Regions from separate parts of the Gossypium hirsutum genome. Here region 2 is linked to region 1. A link is a contact called in public Hi-C data. All regions are on one chromosome and are shown on one strand. The core of a region is the stretch at or near the end of the contact, and the rest is flanking DNA. Distances in the headings are between cores, read along the strand shown.

What was found. A called contact is a pair of places that touch in the nucleus more often than the background predicts.
Region 2: a Hi-C map of leaf shows a contact between it and region 1, with 8 times the contacts expected there. The contact joins the promoter of LOC107916542 here to the enhancer-like site in region 1. A contact is called at or near these places in 5 of 34 Hi-C or Micro-C datasets (callus, hypocotyl and leaf).

Annotation. Positions count from the first base shown.
Region 1 is chrA01:93,843,264-93,848,151 of Gossypium_hirsutum_v2.1, forward strand. No RefSeq gene overlaps it. Among protein-coding and RNA genes, the nearest start is that of TRNAS-UGA, 3.7 kb to the right of the region's middle. Within about 2 kb of position 2,603, at least 4 of the 9 cell types and tissues checked have an H3K27ac peak or open chromatin away from gene starts, as enhancers often do. A contact at or near this core is called in leaf, where this site is marked.
Region 2 is chrA01:94,345,317-94,350,204 of Gossypium_hirsutum_v2.1, forward strand. LOC107916542 (F-box only protein 6) reads right to left here and starts at 2,988. Exons shown (of 2, transcript XM_016845812.2): 1 at 2,563-2,988. The coding sequence starts at 2,717.

The DNA of each region.
Region 1 (4,888 bases), core at 1,353-3,852:
TGAAACCCAAATATCTAATAACCGGCCATACAAGGACTTTCCAATTTACTATATTGCCCAAATTAAACTAAAATCATTATAATTTTGCACAAAATAATTCCATAGGATCAAATCGAAATAAATTTAAATAAGCTAAGAATATGATTCAAATAATCCAAACTTTAATTTGACAATCCAGGTGTGACAATAAACCTACTTATCCTATTCCTTATTAACGTTGAGCCCCTTTAAGCATGTCATATAAGATTCACTTCAGCCAAATTCTAAAGCTATACTAATCAAGTCTGTAACACCCCAAACCTGACCTAGACGTTATGGCCGAATCTTGAAAATTACATTAACGACGTGCGAAATTATTTATTTATTTTGAAAAAAATAGAGGATTGAGTTTGAAATCATAAAAATTTCTAAGATTGACTAATTTTTTCTTTTCGAAAAATATTTAGTAAAATGTATTTATTCTTTAAAAAAGAAAAGCGTCATTTAATTATAATGTTGTTTGAAAACATCTAAATATGAAGGATCTTATATTATAATTATAAAAATGATTTCTTACAAAGAAGGCCGCAACGATTTTCATAAATCTATTTAGGAAATTTACAAATTATCATTTTGTTTAAAATTTAGGAAAAACATAATTAATTTAGAAAAATGGCATTATTAAAAACACTTAAAATCTCATAATTTTGCATGCATGTGTGATAGTTTAAAGTCATAAAAATATAAATCATAACCAAAATAAAGTTAAAGTCCACAGTCCAAAAGTCCACAAAAACACAACCTACAATCCAAATAGTTAAAAGTCCAATAAATATCAATGATGTAAAATTTTCCGAGAGGCTCCACCAAGAGCTGATCCAAGTCCTATGTTTGAGTGCTACTTGAAAAGTTGAAACACTAATGGGGTGAGCTTTTTTTTAGCCAGTCTGAGATTAACTCAAACTCATTCACAACATAAAACATATACTATACAAAGTCATAAAATCACATATCTCAATATTTCATAAGCATATCACGCATGATGATGTCAATGCATAATTCATAAAACAATGTAGATTTTAGTAAAAATGATCCTCCCCATATCCGCTACACACCATAGTCGAGTTTACCCAGAACTCGACCAAACAACACACCAAATTGTGAATAGTGTCATAGTAACGTAGATAAACTGCCATATAATTAGAATCATGAATTGTGTCACATCAATGCAGATAAACTACCATATACTTCCATCTTTCAGGCATCCCACCCCATGCATGTGATATGGCCAAAACACTTAAAATCATATAGGCATGTTTAGCATGCAAATCACATATGTACTCAAGGTACCAAATTTTCACATCTTATTTTCATACGAATATCACATATTTCATACGAATATCACATATTTCATATAATCACATAACATGAAAATGAAATATGCATATTTTTCATATTATTAGCAAACATCAATATCACACAACATACATTTCATAAGTATACGGTTTAAGAAAAACACTTACTTGATAGAAATTCATAAGGATGACTTATCTCACTTTATGGATACATATAGTATCCCCATCAAACAACATTATTTTAATTGCAACATTTTTATCAATATAATAATATTCTTAATTAATTTAGTGTTAAAACTCACACTTGATCCGATGTGTAATTAATCTCCCAGAACACCCAGTCAAGGATCTACAATTAGATTTCCTAATCAAACAACAAATGGCGATCTTGAGTTAAGACTATCATCTTTAAGGTTAATACAACAAATCGATTATCAATTATTATTAACACTTATCCTTAAAAGATCTCTCAGATTAGCGATTTAATCCCAACGGCTAACGGCCTCTCAAGTTGATGTCGAGTGACCCCTCTACACATAATATGTATGAAATATTAATCATTATGAAAATAAATCACTAAGGTCCTCCCTTAAGTTATCGGCCATGGGAAAATAATAGAGAGGAGAAACTATTTCTACACTCCTTTAATACTTACTCTAACATGAATGAAACGGATGATCAACGAAACGATTTGATCACGAATCAAAGGAGAAGAAATGATCTAAGAAGTGGATTTATTCGAAAATAAATCCAAGGAAAGGTAGAGTTCAAATTAGGATTTAAATAAAATAAAATAAAAATAATGAGTATTTGAAATGAATAAGAAAACAAGAAGAGATCTCCACTGTCGGTGATGGTGCTACGGTGGTGACGGCGACAATGATCCTTGATAAAGGCACAGTTCTGGTGGAGGGCAAAGAAAAGAGGTGGGTTCGATCACTTCTTTTAAAAAAGAGAGAATAGAATAAAAAAATAAGAAAAAGATAAAATGCACGGTGGTGCACGGTGGGTGTTATGGTGGAGGAGGCGACGCTTGCAGAGAAAAGGGAAGGGAAGATGCGGCAAGGCAGTGGCTTGACGATGAGGTGGTGGTGGTGCAAGGCTAGCTACGGTGGAGGAGAAGAGAAAAGAAAATAAAAAGAAAAATGAAGGGTAACCAAAAAGAGAGAAAAAATGAAAAAGGGAGAGGTTGCGGATGAGCTAATGGTGGGATAGTAATGAGAGGGAGGGTATGCCAAATTGGGTGAGAAGGATTATGGTCAACCATGTCTAGGTTCATTGAACCTCACACAAGGCATTTGTAAACAGAAAAGGGAAGAGAAGGAGACAAGGGAGTGAAAAAGAGGATTATGTTTGGTTAAACATGGAATGTTGACTAACAAAAGATGGAAAAAAAACTCCCTAAGCAAGGCATGTATGGGTGGACGGCAAAGGTGTTTTTAGGACTTAGGAATTTCACCAAAAAAATTAATTAAAAATATGTTAAATTGGTGACTTAAACTTAGGACCTCTAAGATAACTTTGGAGCACTCAACCACTAGGCCAATCATTTGTTTTTAACTTAGCACATAGTAAGTAAAATATATGGCATGTGACTAATTCATTTAAATTATTCGAATTTTGGGGCCCAACTTATATTTTAATGATTCATTAGGCAATAGCTTATGAAAAGTTCATGCAGAGATTACTCTCCCTCATTTTAAAGCTTTATTTCTAAACTTTTCAAAGCATGCATATACATATATTTATCATTTATGGCACTTATTTTCAATTGGATCCATCCATTCCATTGTAATTTCCTTAACTAGGGCATATACTTTTAGAGTACCTTATCAATTTAAATTCTCATTTTCTTAGCTATACATTTACCTTATTTTCATCCATTTTAGTAATAAAACATTTAGTTCTTGACCTTAACTTTTGCTTTTATCCATCTATAGTCACATTTAAAATTAATTATCAACATTTAATCCATTATCGCCTATAATAAACTTTAGTAAAACTGACTCGCATATACAAGACTCCTTCACCACACCAATGAGCACTAAAGTGCTAAACTGTAAAATAGCATAAAACATCCCTCCACCACACTAAAGAGCTCATAAGACCATAAACTACACCACACCATAATGCAAATAAGTGCAAGGCCCAAAGGTGATAAAAAGTGCACATAAGCGTGAAACCTATGACAAAACTCTAACACGCTATAGCCCTTAATTGGCATGTCAATTGTATGTTAACATTTTACTAAGTCTAGTAAGGCACATTATGATATTTACTCATATCATATATCCATATAAATCGTCACTACACTTATTTATTTTTTATAATCATTTCCACAATGGGTCATTATGACATAATATGTCTATATTTAGCAAAATTTAATCTTTCAAAACAGAATTGCCTACTTGAGTAGCTGTCAATAAATTATTTATTTGTCAATCCAAAAAATTCAAAATAAAAATCTGTTCGATATTTTAAAAATTATACTCTTGAACCTTTCAACCACAAAATTTCCAAAATTTATGCTTTTACACATGCTAGCAAATTTTAAAGGTTAGGGCAGAGTTGCTGGCCTACTACCAAACAACTGTGACCTCTCTTCATTCAAAAATAATTTAATTTTAAAATATAATTTATAAAAATTCACCATTTATTTTATTAGAAACTATACTTAATAAGAGTTTTATAAATATAAGACTTGTGTTCTAATTCATTTTATACAATTCTTAACAAATTTTCAAAATCGAAACAAAGGATGCTACTAACAAATTCAACCTTCCCTCATAGTTATCTCTTATTGTATAATTTGGATGCAAGTTCTGTTTGTTCCAATGAAAACTAGACTCTATAAGATTTAAAACCATATGTGGCTTAACTTCTAATTCAATTTCTTAATTTTTGGTGAATTTTCGAAGTCACACTACTATTGCTGTCCAAAATTGTGTTAGTACAAATGTTGATAACCAAATTATTCAAGTCACATATTAAACACATTCACCCAAAAACACATTTCATATTTATTTATATAATAAATCACATGTTTATTACACTATTTTCATATTAATAACTTAAATTTATTATTATCCTAAACATTTTAGCATAAGAAAAGTAAGAATATCCAATGATACTTACCTCTTGGAAGCCTAAATACTGAAAATCAAGTTAGAATATCCAGTGATACTTACCTCTTGGATGCCTAAATACTGAAAATCAAGTTTCCAAATACTTGTTTGCATTTTCTCAATTCTCATACAAAAAATATATCAAAATATTAATAGCAAAATTTTCTGAGCTTTCTCATAACCATTAAATTCGAATATCGAGCTAGGAGAGTTAGAAAAAAAACCATTCTTACCTTGATGAAACTTTCTATCTCTATCTTCATTTTCTCATACTAAAACTCCTTTAACCCTAGGCTACCACTAAATAAACTGATGGAGGAATTTAGCTTAGGAGGTTGTTTCATGGAACTTTTGACAAAATCTCAAGGTGGTATTTTTTAGAGAACATGAAGAAAAAGGCAAGAAAATGAAAAAAAAGAAGGGAACTAG
Region 2 (4,888 bases), core at 1,738-4,237, 500 kb after region 1:
GTCCTAATCAAATTTACAAAAAAGACAAATGTAAAACATTTTTACATTACCCACAATTCCACACACAGACAGACACAAGAAAAAACGAAAGTCACCAAAGAACATTGTATCTGAGGAGCAGCATAAATCAATAGACTAATGCTAGAGATTATAACCAATATTTGTAGGTGATCGTGCAAGTAACTAACAACCAAATTTACAAAAAGGACAAGGACAAATGTAAAATATCTTTCTATCACGCACAAATCCACACACAAAAAGTAAGCTGCCAAAGAAACCTTTTGCCTGCAGAGCAACATGTTTCATAGCTAACCCATAGAAAAATGCTACAGATTATAACCAGACATCTTAGGGGGTCATGCATGCAACTAGCAATCCATCAGATTTTCAATATTGACATCTTTAAACTTCAAACCAACCTGTGACCTGATTTCAGTTAATGCCCTATGCAGTTGGCCTTAGCTAGATAAGGATCTTTCTGGTAATAAAAATAAACCTAAGCCCAAGCAGAACTGTTATGCCACAAGAACTTGTATGCTCCAGCCATGACAAAACAGGTTTCCAAACATATGCACCTTATGCCGCAACATCTTCATAATAATGCAAATGCACCTTACAATTTTCCTTACTGGCCTTTGCCAAATATTTTCATTAAAAAAGAATCTCAAATGAAACTTAGCAAGATAGATGTTGACCACCGAACTTCTTTGTTAGAAAAGCTTAATCACAAAACAAGTATTGGGGTAATAAAGAAATCATTTTTTTAAATGTTATTTTCCATGAAACAGATAGAAGCTAACGTTCACCTATTTTTCATGATTAAATATGAAAGAAGATATGTGAACATTTTATATTGATCTTGACCAACTTCTCAAATTGCCTGATCACTAATATTGGACTATGTGGATACAAGGTACCTATCGTAGTTATGAAGTATACTAATTTTTCATTATTAACAGTTGAAAGAAGATATACTTGAAAAATACCAGTTACTCGCTCTTAGTCCTTAGAATGTCAGGAATAGAATACCTGATTAGTCTAGAGCAATTTCTAATAATTAATCTTGGTATAAATTTGGACCAAAACATCAAGGGACAGAATACAAGGTCAAGACCTTCAACTCAATTGCATCAGAATAATGAACATAATATTCATACTACAAAACCCAATTTGTAATAATTGCATAAAGAGTGGTCAAACAATATAGAGACGTACAACTGGACCACGAAAAAGCCCTCTACAAAATTAGGTATACATGATTCTCACAATTCATTGAGATTGTTTTCACCAGTAAGTCTGTACTTTTTAGTCAGTTTTATGGATCCAGAATATGTGCAACAGGATGTTTAAGGTATCGTTTGAACAGAGTAAACTCAAATCATTGCACAGCCAAAGACCTCTATTCATCCAGCTATACCAACAGTATGTTGACAGCAATATCAACTAAATGCACTAATAATAGAAACTTTCAACCATACGCTCTGTTACATTGCCATGAATGCTTTTGCATAAAGAATACCCTGTAAAAGAAGACTGACAGAGAGAGAGAGACCTATGATGAATTATCAACAAGGGAATTGACAAATGAGCAAAGGCAAGCAGAGCATTATAAATTAACCAGAGAGCTAGGCCACTCAACATTCATTCATACAATCTTTAAGGAGAACTTCCAAGAGTAGTACAACAACTCTTTGTTACTCGAAACACCCAGGACGTTGTTGAATTAACTAGTAAATTAACTTTCTATTTTCCTTTGCGTGTAGGAACGTGAAGGAAAATTGAAAGGAGCTGATTAGTCAGTGGACTAAAAATTAATCAAGAATTATAAGTTTAAGTTCATGTTCTAAGGAAATCATATAGTAAACAGATACAAATGAGATTCCATCTTCATAGTCAATCATAATCATGCTAATCAACTAAGAAGAAAGATATTCAAGCATCAATTATCAAAAGGCAATCGCCAACAAGTTCAAAATTGACCATCACAATATGTAAAACTTAAAAAAAAAAAACACAGCAGCATGAACACTTAATAAAGATGAGAGGAGGGTTTTGGGGGAGGGGACAAAGCAAACTGAAAATTGAAAAAAAGGGAAAGGAAAACAAAGGCAAAAAGGGGTAAAAAAAAAAAGAAACTACATGATTGGAATACGATGAAAGATACATGCTGAAAACTAAAATTTTGAATGAACTTACTATTTTCGTCAAAAAGAGGTATAAAATAGTTTAGTAATGTAAAAAATGGCCAAAAATTCAAATGCAGTAAACATGCGAAATCCCCTGAAAATAAAAATTAACAAAACGGCAGTGGCATAACAGAAAATAAACAAAAATCTAAACAACGAGAAATGCAAGGAAGAGAAATTAACATTATCGGATAACAAAGGTAATCTACCATTAATCCACCTCATTACACTCCCCCCCCCCAAAAAAAAATACAGAATCCTAGATGAATAAATCTGACAAGAATTCAAAATTAGCACATAAAAAAAATGTGAGGCGAGAGAAGAAAAACAGAAAATTGAAGAGATCTATGTAAAGAGAGAAGGAAAGGAAACGAACCTGCGGTGGTGGTCGTGGAAAGGATGAGGCAGTTGGTGGAGGTGAAGAAGGTGAAAAGGAGAGGACGGAGGAAGCGGCGGAGGAGGAGAGCCGTAGAGATGCAAGAGGTCTTGAAGCTGACCGATGAGCTGCCTAAGCATGGCCAGCCCTTCCATGCCCCAATAACCCCTCCCCTACTCCAACACCACCAACAAAAAATGCTGCTCCCTTTCTCCCTTTGTTGAGAGTTAGCCAGTCATCTGTTTACACGTCAGTGGCATTATTACGATAATTTCTTGTAATAATTCTGACCCGCACGCAACTTTGTCATTGTAATGAATGATCCCACTTGATTTTCACTCCAATATGTATGTATGTATGCATGCATCTACCTTCTTTTCCACTTTTCTCCTTTCTTTTCATTTTTGCCCTTTCCTCTTCTCTTGTATATAAAATATTTTTTATTTGAATTAAATAATATAAATTTATTTTAACTTTTTGAATAATAAAGGTATATTCATAAGAATTTACTAGCATTGAAGTGAAAAGAAAAGGCCAAAAGATTTTAGATTTGGGCCTATAATCATTTTAGTATCCACCATACCCATCCATACTTATTTTTTTCCAATTTAAGTTTTATTTTGATTATATTTTAAGTATGATTTGATTATTTCAGTGCATTTAGATTTATCGAATACTTATTTTTTCGATCTTAAATTAATATCAAGTAATTTATGTTTCATTTTGATTATATTTTAGGTATAATTTAATTGTTTCGGTACATTTAAATTTATTTAATCAAATATCGATTTGTATTGATGCGTACAAATTTATACTAGTTGATACAATTTTTAATCTTTTCACCTTAATATAATTACATTTAAAAAATAATATAATCATTTAATTAAAATTTGAAACCTAGGCCTTATTTTGATAATCAATTGAAAATATTAAATCAATTAAAATAAATATTTTTAGTGATTTAGCTTTTTAAGTACTTTTCAGAATCAATAATAATAATAATCAAATAATAGAAATTTTCAACTAAATTAGAAAGATATGTTTTTTTTAATTAGCCTTTTAGACCTTTTTTTAAATTAGGGAAATAGGTCTTTTTTAGAGGACGTGTTTTCCTTCAACGATCATTTTCCCAACAACTTTTTAAATATTGGCAACAGTAAAAATTTTAAGGGCTACCGGTAATTTTTTTCCTTTAAATACAAAGCCATTTTTTATTTTTTCACTAAAATTCAACTCTCTGTATTCTCTCTCAACTCTCAACTCTCTCAATTCTCTCAATTTTCTCAAGTTTTGTTCTAAAATTTTCAATGCGCTTGTTTAAAAATATTATATTTTTATTTAATTTTTTCATATATTATTCGTTTCGATTAATTTTTCACGAATGGCAAGCCCTCTGATTCGTTTCGACGACAGGCACATTTTAGCTGCTCAAGCGATACTGGTAAGACAAAATTTTAAATTTCATTTTTTCAATGAAGTTAAATTTAAAGTTTTTTATTTTTTAAAATATTTTAAATTAATTTATTTTTCAATATAAATAGGCGAATGATTGTGTTTTGGAGGGGTTCATACATACCTTGTCAAAAAGCTCTAACATCGAAATTTGTAGTTACTTGTAAGACATATGATTCTTGCATGCGTCTCGTATACTTAGGGGCTACAAACTCGATCCTACACTCATTAGCACATTAGTGGAAAGATAGAGGCCCAAGACACACTCTTTCCATTTTTCATGCGTCAAGTGTACAATCACACTTTCTATTTTTCATGTGTCGGTGGTTGTCTGCTCCTGGTGCAATCATGGGTCTGGTGTAGGCTACCATTTCTATGTCCCTGGGTGGACGACCCATATATGTTCCCATTAGTGATGTAAAACCCCTTACCGTACCCGAGATTGGGACTAGGTACGAGGCGTTACCATACATGTACTTGGACATTTTTGGAAATACGAGTTATAAAATTTCTTTCCAATTTGAACCCAATCAAACAACATCTTAGTGTCCCTATTATGGGTCTACAGGGCCCAAAACATACATTGAAAATGGTCCGGAATCAAACCAAGAGCTTGAGAAAGTTCCTGGAAAATTTGCTAGGTTAAGCCTCACACGTCCGTGTAGAGATAATGGACACACCCGTGTGCTTTGGGACACGCCCGTGGCCTTTGCCCGTGTGGAATTAATTGAATTTATTTCTCATTTCGAACCTACAGGGGTTTTCACACGGCCAAACACACGCCCATGTCCCTGGCCCGTGTCCTTCACACGGCTTAGACACACCCGTGTGGTCGCCCGTGTCCAAAAAATTGAGCATTCTATTAATGACGTCA